4 separate regions of the Mus musculus genome follow, and regions 1, 2 and 3 are each linked to region 4. A link is a contact called in public Hi-C, HiChIP or PLAC-seq and promoter capture Hi-C data. All regions are on one chromosome and are shown on one strand. The core of a region is the stretch at or near the end of the contact, and the rest is flanking DNA. Distances in the headings are between cores, read along the strand shown. Region 1 has its middle 9.2 kb from the start of Gpr20. Region 2 holds the start of Ly6h (lymphocyte antigen 6 complex, locus H). Region 3 holds the start of Ly6g2 (lymphocyte antigen 6 complex, locus G2). Region 4 holds the start of Arc (activity regulated cytoskeletal-associated protein).

The links. Promoter capture Hi-C pulls out the DNA fragments that hold promoters and counts their contacts. A called contact is a pair of places that touch in the nucleus more often than the background predicts. HiChIP or PLAC-seq counts read pairs in DNA pulled down with a chosen protein or histone mark.
Region 1: a promoter capture Hi-C map of neural stem cells shows a contact between it and region 4. The contact joins the enhancer-like site here to the promoter of Arc in region 4. A contact is called at or near these places in 4 of 39 promoter capture datasets (embryonic stem cells, hippocampal neurons, neural stem cells and 1 more), 2 of 484 Hi-C or Micro-C datasets (CD4 T cells and the N1E-115 cell line) and 5 of 115 datasets of contacts at active chromatin or transcription factors (double positive thymocytes, embryonic forebrain, embryonic stem cells and 2 more).
Region 2: a Hi-C map of cortical neurons shows a contact between it and region 4. The contact joins the promoter of Ly6h here to the promoter of Arc in region 4. A contact is called at or near these places in 1 of 39 promoter capture datasets (pre-B cells), 1 of 484 Hi-C or Micro-C datasets (cortical neurons) and 2 of 115 datasets of contacts at active chromatin or transcription factors (embryonic stem cells and stem cell-derived neural progenitor cells).
Region 3: a FOXA1 HiChIP or PLAC-seq map of pancreatic cancer cells shows a contact between it and region 4. The contact joins the promoter of Ly6g2 here to the promoter of Arc in region 4. A contact is called at or near these places in 2 of 39 promoter capture datasets (cranial neural crest and pre-B cells), 1 of 115 datasets of contacts at active chromatin or transcription factors (pancreatic cancer cells) and 1 of 9 other capture datasets (liver).

The regions. Positions count from the first base shown.
Region 1 is chr15:73,715,050-73,718,356 of GRCm38.p6, reverse strand. No RefSeq gene overlaps it. Among named protein-coding and RNA genes, the nearest start is that of Gpr20, 9.2 kb to the right of the region's middle. Within about 2 kb of position 1,861, at least 18 of the 459 cell types and tissues checked have an H3K27ac peak or open chromatin away from gene starts, as enhancers often do. A contact at or near this core is called in hippocampal neurons and neural stem cells, where this site is marked.
Region 2 is chr15:75,565,699-75,569,027 of GRCm38.p6, reverse strand. It overlaps Ly6h (lymphocyte antigen 6 complex, locus H), which reads left to right and starts at 1,846. Exons shown (of 4, transcript NM_011837.3): 1 at 1,846-2,265; 2 at 2,769-2,896; 3 at 3,329. The coding sequence starts at 2,264.
Region 3 is chr15:75,214,974-75,218,257 of GRCm38.p6, reverse strand. Ly6g2 (lymphocyte antigen 6 complex, locus G2) reads right to left here and starts at 1,880. Exons shown (of 5, transcript NM_001371105.1): 1 at 1,846-1,880; 2 at 1,504-1,574; 3 at 427-543. The coding sequence starts at 1,573.
Region 4 is chr15:74,670,848-74,673,924 of GRCm38.p6, reverse strand. Arc (activity regulated cytoskeletal-associated protein) reads left to right here and starts at 1,355. Exons shown (of 3, transcript NM_018790.3): 1 at 1,355-3,077. The coding sequence starts at 1,553. The coding sequence ends at 2,743. It overlaps Gm32994 (a long non-coding RNA gene), which reads right to left and starts at 912. Exons shown (of 5, transcript XR_003951652.1): 1 at 502-912.

The DNA of each region.
Region 1 (3,307 bases), core at 612-3,111, 960 kb after region 4:
AACTGTGGCGTTTATACACAGTGGGGCTTTATTCAGCCATGACAAAGAATAAATATGCCCTTTGCAGGAAAGTGGAGACCATCTCAAGGGAGATACGCCAGGTGTGGGGTGGGGTGATGAAGTACAAGCTGGGCTATCAGAGAACAGGAAGGAACCCCGTCGTGAGGGTCAAATGTGGTGACAGGAAGACAAGATACAGTCAAATGACTTAGATGCTTTTCTGTAATATGAGGAAACACGCTACATAAGAACCAGAGGGAAAGGGCTGAAGAGATGGCTCAGTGATTAAGAGCACTGACTGCTCTCCCAGAGGTCCTGAGTTCAATTTCCAGCAACCACATGGTGGCTCACAACCACCTGTAATGGAATCTGGTGCCCTCTTCTGGTGTGTCTGGAGACAGCTGCAGTGTACTCACATACATAAAATAAAGAACCAGAGGGGAAAATCTTAACCAAAACAACAACAAATATATGTGTGTGAGTGTGTGTGTGTGTGTGTGTGTGTGTGTGTGTGTGTGTGTGTGAGTGTGTGTGTGAGTGTGTGTGTGTGTGTGTGTGTGTGAGTGTGAGTATGTGTGTGTGTGTGAGTGTGTGTGTGTGTGTGAGTGAGTGAGTGTGTGTGTGTGTGAGTGAGTGTGTGTGTGTGTGTGTGTGTGAGTGTGTGAGTGTGTGTGTGAGTGTGTGAGTGTGTGTGTGTGTGTGTGTGTGTTGTATAAAATGGTCCCTGAAAATTCTTAGTTGGGGTCCCTGATGTGCCCATCCTCAGGCACAGCCAGCCCTGGGCTGAACCTATGGGCCCAGGAAGTGTCACAGACTTTTCCTTGCTTGACGGTGCGTGGAAGGCAACCTGAAGCAGGCCTGCGTCAGCCCGCAGCACCTCCAGATGCCTGGAGGGGAGAGGGACATGACCCTACACCTCTAACCACCCCTCCCCTTTGGCCTCAGCAGTGGTAGGCCCTCTGTGTGTTAAATAAGGGCCTTTCAGACCATGACTAGGCTGCCCGGCAATGACCACTCTATTCCAGAGCAGAACAGCCCTGTTTCTGCCTTGGGGTTTCTAGTCCTCTGTGGAGGATAACAGGAAGTTTGTGATTTGGTTGAAATGGAAAACAGAACTTGTCATTTGTTTGCTCTGCTGTTCTGACCAAGTTAGATTAGGGCCTCTGAAATGGTCAGGAGGAGCAAGATACAGGGGAGAGAGAACAATGGAGGGACTGGTGACTGGACCATGGTCCTCTGTCGTGGTCCCCTCGAGTCTCGACCCCAGTACCGCTCCTCATCCCCTACCTCTTTCCCTGGTCCCACACCCCACCCCTTATCCTCTTCCCCGGCCCCTCAAATGGTAGAAGGAAGAGAAGAAGAACGCTGATATGACTCCGGGGCAACATTCAGATAGACTGGGGAGTACAGCAGGAAGCTTCGGGGAATGGGGTGACACAGAATGCCTCAGGCATCCAAACAAGACTCCACAGAGGGCAGACGGACAGACAATCCATTGACCCAGGATTTGGAAAACCTGTAGTACCCAACAAAGGACCCTAGCGGGTGGCTGTACCTGCTGGGTATGGGCGCCCCCTGGAGGAAGCCTGTGGGAAAACAGTAGCCAGCCCCGCCGGGGGGGGGGGGGGCAGGAGTGCGGGGGAGGTTTGGGAGGGACGGGGACAGACACGGAGGTCCAGGCTAAGGACAACTGAAGCCTCATCCCTGGGGCGGGGGCACAAGAATACAGAAGAAAAAACTCAATCTCTGACCTCTGGAACCTGAAGATGATTCTCTCTCCCTGTGCTGAAGCGTAGGACCTACACCTCGTTCCCATTTCCCGAGTCTCCAGCAGGGGGAACTCAGGGACAGGAGCTCCGAGAGGCCAAATGCCCTCTGCACTTGTAAGCACTTGCCACCAGAGGGTCGCATGGCTCTCCGGAGCTATAGAGACTGAAGGCACCCCAGTGATGGCAAATCACTCTCGTCGTCCCCTCCATAGAGAAGCTGACCTCCTTCCATCAAGCCTTTTTTAGGGGAGCCTGTGCTCTTGTTTCCAGAAAACATAGCCCAGAGAGTAGCAATCTCTGCCATGAGAGGACCATGGTTGGTTAGTGTTTTGAAACAGGATCTCACAGCCTCAAACTTATGTTCTTCCTATCTTAGCCTCTTGATAACTAGGATTGCCCTGCCCTATCAATCAGAGGGTTCAAACTGGCCTCTCCCTTGATCTGCTAGCTTGCAAGGCTGAACTATAAAATGCTGTTGAGAAGGGGTCACCATCTGATCTGGGGTACAAGCACCCCAGGTCATCCAGTATCATCTAAGGATGCTTCTTAAGAGTTGGCAGGCCATGCACTACGTCCCCAAGAGTGGCAGACTCACAGGTCTGGGTGACATTAGCCTAGGACACACAGGAGGTTTCAGGCCAGTGAAGGTGGGAAGGGCTGGCGCAGGAACAGCACCTGTAAGGTACAGAGGCATGAAGGGGGTGTGCTGGCAGCTGGCCATGACAAAGTTGGTTGGGACCACACAGTTGGCACCCTAGCAAGATACCTAGATGGCATGGGGTTTCAGGTGCCACCTGACCGAATGAAGAAAAGAAAGAGAGAGAGAGAGAGAGAGAGAGAGAGAGAGAGAGAGAGAGAGAACATGACTATTCCTTGTTCGGATGGAGAAGATTTATTGTAGAACAAAGGGAGAGTATAGTCACAGGGAAGGACAGCTGGGAGAGTCCAGAGTGGACATGATCCTGAATTGGACCATGTGAGAAGACAGGGGAGGAGAAAGGGGAGAGTCAGAAGAGGAAAGAGTAGAGCAAACAGGCCAGGTAACCAAAATGGCTGGATTGTATACCAAAGGGCAGCTGGGGGAAGGGCATCTCAACTTCTGGGCTGGAGAAGTTTAGGCTAAGGGGTGGGGTATGCTAGCCATACCTTGTAACGCACAGGGGCTGAGGGATGCTGGGAGAACGTGTCAGCCAGGCCTGCTGTGATATGTTAAAGAGACACCTCAGTTAGCCCTTTGTGCCAGGTTTGAAACCTAACACTGACATGTCTTGCTTGGCTTTCCCCAAAGCGTGGGGAAACCTTCAGGGGCTGGGGATGGGTGTGCTAGTTCATGGATCTGGAGTTAGAGCTGACGACTGCTGAGTGGCCGCTGTGCGCCAGACTCAGGGCCTGACACGTGTTCTGCCCCATCTTTCCTCTCTCCTAGCAGAACAGGAAGCATCTATGCAAAACCAATCTCCAGGCTCCCAACGCCATCCAAGTCCCCTATCTTCTGCCCTGGATGATAGTTAGAAGGGCTAGGTCAGAGCAGAAGCCAA
Region 2 (3,329 bases), core at 597-3,096, 890 kb before region 4:
GCTATGTTGTGCTTAGGTAAATCATCATTTGTTATTTTGCTTATTATACATCAGAATCTCTACCAACACTTATCTTTCACCAGTTCTGACTTATTTTAAGTAGACTGTCTCTAAACACCATCACTGGAATTTCAATTAGACTTTTCTTAGCTCTCTGCACACAATCTTTTGTGGTTCTAAACTTCTTATTTTGTGTTACATCATTGATCTCTTGTGGGCAGGAGTCCTACCACTGAATTATATCCTTAGCCTTTCCTGATGATTTCTTCAAATTTGTCTTCCAGCTCATAAATTCCCTCTTCATCTGTGTCTAATTTGCTGGCTAATTTAACTCTGTGCTAAGTTGTTTTTCTTTTTTAAACATCAACTTTATTAAGATACAATATATCACATACCACACAACTCATTCTTTATTGAATACATTTCAGTGACTTTTAGTGTATTAATAAAGTTGTGTATCCATCACCAGAATCTAATTTTAGGGCATTTCATTACTACAAAATGATTAGTCGTGTCCCAAGCCGGTCATTCCTTTCCCTCCCTGTACTTGGCTAATCTTTCTGTCTTTGTTGGATTCTTACACTTTGGGGCATTTCATGTAAATAAAAGGGTGTGACATGTAGGGTGTTTGTTGCTTCCCCCCCGCCCCCCCAGATTTCTTTTTCAGTGATCACCTCCTTTTCCTGGGAGTCCTTTTAAGGCCTGCATTGGTCTTTTTTCATGTGAGCGAAGTTTCTTTCTGTCAGGTAAACTTGCGGTTTGGCTTGGGGTTGTGTGTTTCTTCTTCTAGCATGTCTTAATAAGCACATTGGCTTTGTGTTCGAGGAGGTTTGTTAGTGTTGAGGGAAATCTAGTCAGGCCGCCTGCCTTTTCAAGCTGCGGCATGATGAACAGGGGTTCAAGGACCATTTACTCCCCTAAAAACACTTCTTACCTAGAAGCCTCACCAAGCCTCTGCTCTGCAAGAATCCATACTATAGCTCAGCCTGTCAACCTGAGTGCAGGCTCAGGCACAGCTGCTCTCACCCCAGTCTGATGGCAGGCTGGCTCTGGGCTCCACAATGGAGTGGAGTGCGGGACTTCTTTTGCAGAGAATTGTGTATGAACTAATTCTTATCCTCGGCACTCTCTTCATCTAGATCCCTTCTTCAAAGTGTCTAGTCCCTCTATTCCTCAGCACTTGTGAACTACTCAAGTGCTCACGCTGTTTGATCACCTGGTGACTTGTGTGACCCTGGGCAGGAGGAGGCTCTATTGCTAAGTGTTCTCCTTACCTGTAACTCAACACCGAGACACCAAGGCAACATGCATCTATAATGTGCTGTTTAGATCAAAGAGAACAGACTATACGCTCAGACTGACAGCAGAGGTTGTCACATCTAGCAAGGACTTGGTATTAGTGACAGTCATTTGTCTGGTATGAGGTTCTGTGGTGGGGGTGGGGCGGGCGGGCAGAATCCAAGGTGTGCTAGCTGCTTTTTCCAGGGCCTAGGGTTTTGAACACGGAACACCTTTCCTCCTGTGTGACAAGGGAGCGAAGGGAGCTGTGGCTTACCCTGAGCCCAAGAGAGCTGGAAGGGCAGGGGGGGAGCAGGAGCCCAAGGTGTGAACCTGGTGTGATCCTTACACAGGGGCCAGGATTGTCATCTCTGTGTGTGGGTGTGGTTGGTAACAAAAGTCCCTAGGGCTGAGTTGCCGGTGGGCGTCGTCATGGGCACTCTTAGGAGTAGAATTGGCTGGAACTATCGGATGCGAGGTGGATGCTGGGGAGGGAGGAGCCCCAAGGCTGGGCGTCTGAACCCCACAGCCCTACCTCTCCGCTTCCCTCTTTCGCTGCGTCTTTGTGCATTTTGCTTCCTTTAGCAGCCAAAGCTCTTCCGAGAATCTGCAAGGGACCTCGGCCAAGCAGAGTGGGAGGATCCTCCCACGCCGGGTAGGGAGGTGGAAAAGGGTGGGGGGCTGCTGCGGCGGGAGCAGGAGCGGGAGACCTAGAAGGGGCGTTGCGCGCGGACGAAAGGCGCCGAGGCCGGGTAGGGCGACCTGCTGAGTGGCCTCCAGCCCTGGGCGCCCCCCACCCCGCGCGTCTCCCAGCTGTGCGAGGCCCCCGCCCCGGTTCCGCCCCGCCCCTCGCGCGGGGTCCGCGTCTGCGGCTGCGTTCCCCGAAAGACGAAGCTGCGCCCCGGTTCCGGTCCGCAGGGAGACCGAAGGGCATCGCTCCCCGCGCCGTGCCCGCCGCTGAGCCCGGAGTGCGGACACCCCAGGGATGTGAGTGCGCCCCCCACCCCGAGGCCCGCACTCCACGCCCCGATTCGCGGTGAGCGCCGAGGCGCGCGCGCGGGGACCAGGGGAGGGGACTCGGCGCGGGGTTCCCGGCCCCCCAGCCCAGGGGTGGGGACGAGGACGGGGACGCGGCGCGCAACCCTCCCCCGCCGGCAGGTAAGGTGCGCTCCCTCCTCCCGCTTTTCCTGTCCGGACGCACCTACAGCTCCTTGGGGAGAGAAGACAATCTCCCCACGCAGGTGCAGGGCGAAGGCTGCGGGGACCTCGGGTGGCCACCTCACCGGAGAGGGCAGACCTCTTTTCCCTGGAGGGGAGGCTGTGATGGTGGATGCTCCCGGTGATGGGTTGGGGGTGGGGCATTGCGAGCTCCTGGACCTCCCCCCCCCCCCCCGCGCGCTTTTGATTCCTGGGGGATGGTTACATCTTCAGGCCAGAAAAGGGAAGGGTGTTTAGGGTTGGGTCCTCTGACCGAGGCTATTCCCCTCCAGGCCTGCGCCCCAGAGGACCCCCGCCTGCAGCCCCCGCGCCTCTTTCAGGCCCTATCGGAGCATGCTGCCTGCAGCCATGAAGAGCCTCGGTCTGGCGCTGCTGGCCTTGCTTCTCTGCCCCTCGCCGGGTGAGTCGGGGGCCCGCGGGGAGGGGTCATATCACGGGAAGCACCACTCTTAGATCTCAGCTCCAGCCACCGGGGGCTCTCCCCACACTCGAGGGCATCCAGCGCCTTTCCACCTTTCTTCTAGTACTGCGCAGATGTCCCTCATTCTCAGAGGTTCAGCGAGCTTCCTATTAAGTCGGGTGGACCTTTCCTGTCTTGGAACCTACCTATCTTTGGGGGTGCTGTGTGTAGGAGTAAGAGGATGCGGGAGGCAGGATGTGTAGGCACAGCACAGGGTCAACCTGGAGGCCCACTCTGGGTCTTGTGGGAGTGAACTCTTCTGTGAGCATGGTTCTGCCGTGATAGCTGCAGCAGGTTGGGGAAGAGGGGGTGTAGGGTCTGGCTGTCCAGACTCGGGTTCCCCTGGTTATCCCTCTCTCATGCCCTGCCTAGC
Region 3 (3,284 bases), core at 631-3,130, 540 kb before region 4:
TTGCCTAGAAACTGACACTTCGGAGGGGCTGGTATGTCCTAAGATCTCCTTTCTATCAACATTCCTAAGTCATTCCTTTAGCCTAAGCTCCAGATTCCTTCTTTATATGCAAAGACTCATTAGATGCTTCCAGCTCTCCTGGTCTGTCAGTGATCCAATGAGATCCTAGACATAAAGTACTGGCAAGAGCATCACATAACTGCACTGATGACAGATGAACACCATCCATGCAAATGGGCAGCCCTGCTTTAAAATCCACATTTCAGCACATCCCTGGACTCCAACGTTCCCCACATTGCAGGAGTCTCACTTCAATCACAGGAAAGCTGTACTTGGAGGGAGGGAAACCATGGTCCACAAGTAACAGACCCAACATTTGCTCCAAAGCCACACTCAGCCACCTTTTATAGGCCACAGGGCACATACCCACAATAACTTCTTCTTCCTGAGTAACACAGAATCCATCAGAGTAGGGGCAGGTCATTGTTTTGCAGGAAGTCTCAAGTGGGACCCCCAGGCAACAGTAGCACTCCAGCCCCTGAGCTGAGAAAGAAGACAATACATGAGTGCTAGGGCATGCCCTTCCTAGGCCAAACATGTCCTCTCAATGTCTTTAAGTCCACACAGCTGCTGGCCACTAGAACAGAGCAAGGACATTGCTGCCCATTCACCTCCACGAAAAGCAAAAGCAAAACAAGAGCATCCATTGTTCAAATGTGCTCTGTACTGCTGTCTCAACTAGCCAGCCCCACAGAAGAGACCTGCACCCCTAGAGGTATTTGAGACACATTCACCATATTGGGAAGACATAGATACCAAATGTCTGCTGAACCTGTGAGTGGGTGTGTAAGTAGTTACTGGGGCCCTCAGATGGAGAGGGCTCTTCTGACCTGTCCCACCCTTAACATGCAGAGCTGGCCCCTGGTTATTGGCCCATGACAGATCACATAACTTCCCACTGTCCAGCTCAAAGCTGAGGCTCACTATGAGGCTTCCCCAAATAAAGATGTGACTAGAAGTATAGAGGCATCTGAGAGCTCAGAGCTCTTAGAGTTGTGAAGTTCTGGCATTCAGGTCTCATTGGCTGGGGCAAAAGGAAAAGCCAAATGTCAGGCATTAAGGATTCCACACCACTTAACTTGGCAGCTGGGAGGAAAAGAAGGCTCTGCCAGTTTGTGTGCACACAGGCCAGTGTCCTGACTGGGAGGCCAGGGCAGCAGGGTAGAGTCTAAGGACAGACTGCTCTGGTGGCCAGGGTTCCTGGCACAGGTAGTGAGGTCCAAGAGTCCTTCTGGCATGTTTTGATTGTTGCAAAGCAGGGTCTGGTTTACAGACCCAGTAAAGCACCCCAGCACAGGAGGCTTCACCCACCACAAGCAAATCCCCAGTCGACTGGCCACAGCATACCCAGGGTCCTGGGCACACAATAGGAGTACCTACAACCCTGAGGCCCTTTTCCATCTCCATTGTACCCTCCTGCTCCTCTCCCATTTTCCATCTCACCTCCTTCTGCACACAATAGGGCCACAAGAAGGATGAACACACAGGTCCTTGTAGCATGAGAACTGTCCATCCTTGGAGAAAGGGTACACAGATAAAACCTTGGAAGTTGGAGCCAGTTAATAAATCACCAATCACATCCCTGGGCTCTCACAGAGCTCAGGCATCCAATCTTCCCTCCCTCCAACCCCCACACAGCTTTCACCAAGGAATACATGTCTGTCTACTTCTCTCACCCACCACCCACCCAGCGTTTCCTTCATAATCCCACACTCCCACCACAGCCCTATCCTGAGGGCTCTTCCCTTTGTCACCTAGCAGCTCCCTCCTGACACCAGTCCTTACTTCCTCCCGGACCAGGTTGCAGGCACAGTGGAAAGGTCAATCAGATGTGGACTGAAGTACTTTACTCTTTCCCCAGCTCCTCCCAGCTGGATTCCTGAAAAGGGAGGGGCTTCAGTACTTACTTCCTTCTGACCATCATGTTTATTTTGTAAGAGATAGCATGGTTTGTTGGTGACCTAGTCAGCTAGATTTATATCAGTTGGTGAGGGACAACCACTCAGTTGGGGCGGGACCATTATTCAGGAGGACTAGGATGTCAGAAGAGCAGGGGCCACAGGTGACTTGTGCTTGCCATTCAGAAAGCAAGGTAAGGGGGCAAATGTTTGTGAACCTACAACCTCTCATGCCTTTCTCACAGCGGCTGGCTCCTTTCTATTCACTTCTATAAGATTCGGGATGCACTTTAGACTTTCCTCTTAGGTCAGATGTTAGGCACGTCTGATTAGGTTCTCTCCTATCTTTTACAAGCCCTAGGCAGAGGGGAGAGGAAGCCAGAGAAACGGGCAGTTTACATTGTTGGAACTAAAGTCCACAGATTCTTTCTCATTATTTTTTCCTTTTAGTCTTGAAGGCTGGGTTTGAGAGATGAGAGATGGCTTGCAGATACTTTGGTACCTGTTGGAGTGGCTAGATCACGGCACAAAGCCCCTCTCTGATGGATATTAGAGCAGGGTGGGGGGAAGAGATTTAACTATAATTTGACTTCTAAGTTACAACAATAGTGGGCCGATGATGTCCAGATAGCTTCCTTACCAAGAATAAAAAGACTAGTGAGAAATAGTTGTCTAAATAATATCACAGATGGATTCAAATCTAATGTATAGGGAGTGTGATCTCCTGAATTGTTTAAAAAGAATATACCTTACTTTTAAAAAGAATTATGTTTTCACCATATGTAATAGCATTCATATTCTCATGTGCTTTTAAATTTTTAAAATATTTTTAAATTAAGCTGTTACATCATTTCCCCCTTCCTTTCCTCCCATATAACCCACTTGGACTCCCAAATTTTATTTTATTGTTGTTATCCCCAAACAAAAACACTTGAACACATATGTTCCTGACTATATAAATACAAGGTGCTCAGGCTGTATAATGTTAGTTGTAGGAATCTGATTTCAGAGCTGAGTACTTGGCCTTAGTTTGGGAGCTCTTCCCCATGGAAGACTGTTTAACTCTCACAATTACTTTTTGGTACCTGCAGTTCTTTGTCTAAGGCTGGGACCTACAAGGTTTACCCTTCTGTGATAGCGGGTCTGTCTGTTTTTGTTATCTGGAGCCAAGTCTTGTTTAGGCAGCCATGCTGTCAAGATTTCATAGGTATGAGAACACTTCCTACTTGTCAGGGTCAAAGGGACTGCCACTCTCCCAAATTCTGGCACCCATTTCCTTCTTTCCCAAACCAGTCATTCATCATTGCTATCAGAAGGGACAAGTGG
Region 4 (3,077 bases), core at 106-2,605:
CACGTGGATTACAAGTGGGGGCCACTGGTGTGTGTGTGGAAGGCCATGAGTGGGGGGCATGAGTCCACAGAGAGGGCCGTGAGTGGGGGGCATGAGTCTACATGGAAGGGTGTGAGTGGGCTAAGTGCTGGTTGGTATGAGTGTTCAGTGTGTATGTATGAGTGTGAGAGAGGGGGAGCTGGCAGAGAGGAAAGGGGGTTCTTGCAGGCACCATGTGTCTGTGGGCCCCTGTAGGCTTCTGCTGTGGGCAGTGATATGTCCCCAAGTAACATCAGGAAATGGGAGACCTAGACCTGTGTTTCTGGCTTGGTGTAAGTCAAGAAGGATGCCCTCCCCCACTGCACCACAGCGCTGTTGGCTGTTGCCAGGGAATCGGAAGGGGCCTCCCTCTAGAGGGAATCTCAGCTTCCGGAGCCCCATTCCTTATATGGCATCTTGCTTTCCTCTGCAGGCTCCTTCCCCTCCTTCCTCCTTCTCCCTCCCTCCTTCCTCCGGACTAACCTCTTGGAAGGCTTGAGAAGCTTCTGGTCCAGTTGTGGCTGGGTCCTAGGGACTTCAGGGTTCAGCAATGTTGCCTACACATCTTGATATCCCTATGCCCTACCCCAGTGTCTGTACAGGTTCAAGTGATACATCTGTTTCAGGGCACTGCGGCCCTGTTCAGCCACTGACACACAGACAGGGCCACTCAGTGTCCACAAACCTATGAAGGGGTCCAGAAAAAGCCTTGCCTGAGTGGAGTTCCCGAACAATATTGGACCAGGCTAGGATTTGGACTTATGACTCTTGGGGCAAGGTTGGGCAGGAAGTAGGTGTGTGTGTGTGTGTGTGTGTGTGTGTGTGTGTGTGTGTGTGTCCCGCTAACCAAAGGCAGCTGAGGATAGAAGGGTTTGGAGTGAGAGATTCCTACCAGGCACTTCTGAAGTTGCATACTGTGTGGTCAGGATGGGCAAGAGTCAGGATGGGCGCATCAAAGATTCAGAGGGGTAACGTCCAGCTGCTCCCTAAGAAAAGAGATCATGAGGCCCCAGGGCAAACAGTAGGTAATAACCTGCCTTAGCCTCATCCTCGCTGCCCAGGACTAGGTAGAGGAGAGTGTCTCCGGTCCCCAAAATCCCTCCCGGTGGGAGGCGCGCAGCAGAGCACATTAGTCACTCGGGGCTGTGAAGGGGCGGGTCCTTGAGGGCACCCACGGGAGGGGAGCGAGTAGGCGCGGAAGGCGGGGCCTGCGGCAGGAGAGGGCGCGGGCGGGCTCTGGCGCGGAGCCTGGGCGCCGCCAATGGGAGCCAGGGCTCCACGAGCTGCCGCCCACGGGCCCCGCGCAGCATAAATAGCCGCTGGTGGCGGTTTCGGTGCAGAGCTCAAGCGAGTTCTCCCGCAGCCGCAGTCTCTGGGCCTCTCTAGCTTCAGCGGCGACGAGCCTGCCACACTCGCTAAGCTCCTCCGGCACCGCACACCTGCCACTGCCGCTGCAGCCGCCGGCTCTGCTCCCTTCCGGCTTCTGCCTCAGAGGAGTTCTTAGCCTGTTCGGAGCCGCAGCACCGACGACCAGATGGAGCTGGACCATATGACCACCGGCGGCCTCCACGCCTACCCTGCCCCGCGGGGTGGGCCGGCCGCCAAACCCAATGTGATCCTGCAGATTGGTAAGTGCCGAGCTGAGATGCTGGAACACGTACGGAGGACCCACCGGCATCTGTTGACCGAAGTGTCCAAGCAGGTGGAGCGAGAGCTGAAAGGGTTGCACAGGTCGGTGGGCAAGCTGGAGAACAACTTGGACGGCTACGTGCCCACCGGCGACTCACAGCGCTGGAAGAAGTCCATCAAGGCCTGTCTTTGCCGCTGCCAGGAGACCATCGCCAACCTGGAGCGCTGGGTCAAGCGTGAGATGCACGTGTGGAGGGAGGTCTTCTACCGTCTGGAGAGGTGGGCTGACCGCCTGGAGTCCATGGGCGGCAAATACCCAGTGGGCAGCGAGCCGGCCCGCCACACTGTCTCTGTAGGTGTGGGGGGTCCAGAGCCCTACTGCCAGGAAGCTGATGGCTATGACTATACCGTTAGCCCCTATGCCATCACCCCGCCACCTGCCGCAGGAGAACTGCCTGAACAGGAGTCAGTTGAGGCTCAGCAATATCAGTCTTGGGGGCCAGGTGAGGATGGGCAACCGAGCCCTGGTGTGGATACACAGATCTTCGAGGACCCACGGGAGTTCCTGAGCCACCTGGAAGAGTACCTGCGGCAGGTGGGTGGCTCTGAAGAATATTGGCTGTCCCAGATCCAGAACCACATGAATGGGCCAGCCAAGAAGTGGTGGGAGTTCAAGCAGGGCTCGGTGAAGAACTGGGTGGAGTTCAAGAAGGAGTTTCTGCAATACAGTGAGGGTACACTCTCCCGTGAAGCCATTCAGCGGGAGCTGGAGCTGCCGCAGAAGCAGGGTGAACCACTCGACCAGTTCCTCTGGCGCAAGCGGGACCTGTACCAGACACTGTATGTGGACGCTGAGGAGGAGGAGATCATTCAGTATGTGGTGGGCACCCTGCAGCCCAAACTCAAGCGCTTTCTGCGCCACCCACTCCCCAAGACCCTGGAGCAGCTTATCCAGAGGGGTATGGAAGTGCAGGACGGCCTGGAGCAGGCAGCTGAGCCTTCTGGCACCCCACTGCCCACAGAGGATGAGACGGAGGCACTCACACCTGCTCTTACCAGCGAGTCAGTAGCCAGTGACAGGACCCAGCCTGAATAGAGGGGCCAGCCCAGGGTCCCCAGCCCGCCTGCCACACCCAGCCTGTGGCTTTTGCCAACTAGGACTTGAGCTGGGGCTGACTCCCAAAGGGATGCCCTGTCCAGCCAGACATCTACTCACCCACTGACCTGGCCTGACTCACAACTGCCACACAACCATGCTACATGGACTGAACATCAAGAAGCCCCTTTCCCATAGGGCTCCCACCTGCCGCCTACCCCTCATCTGTCTGCCCTGGTCCTGGCCCCCAGCCCCATTGGCCTCACCCTCTACACTCTCAGACCATCACAGAACACGATCTGGCTTCCTCATTCTGCTCCAGTGTCCAGGGCTC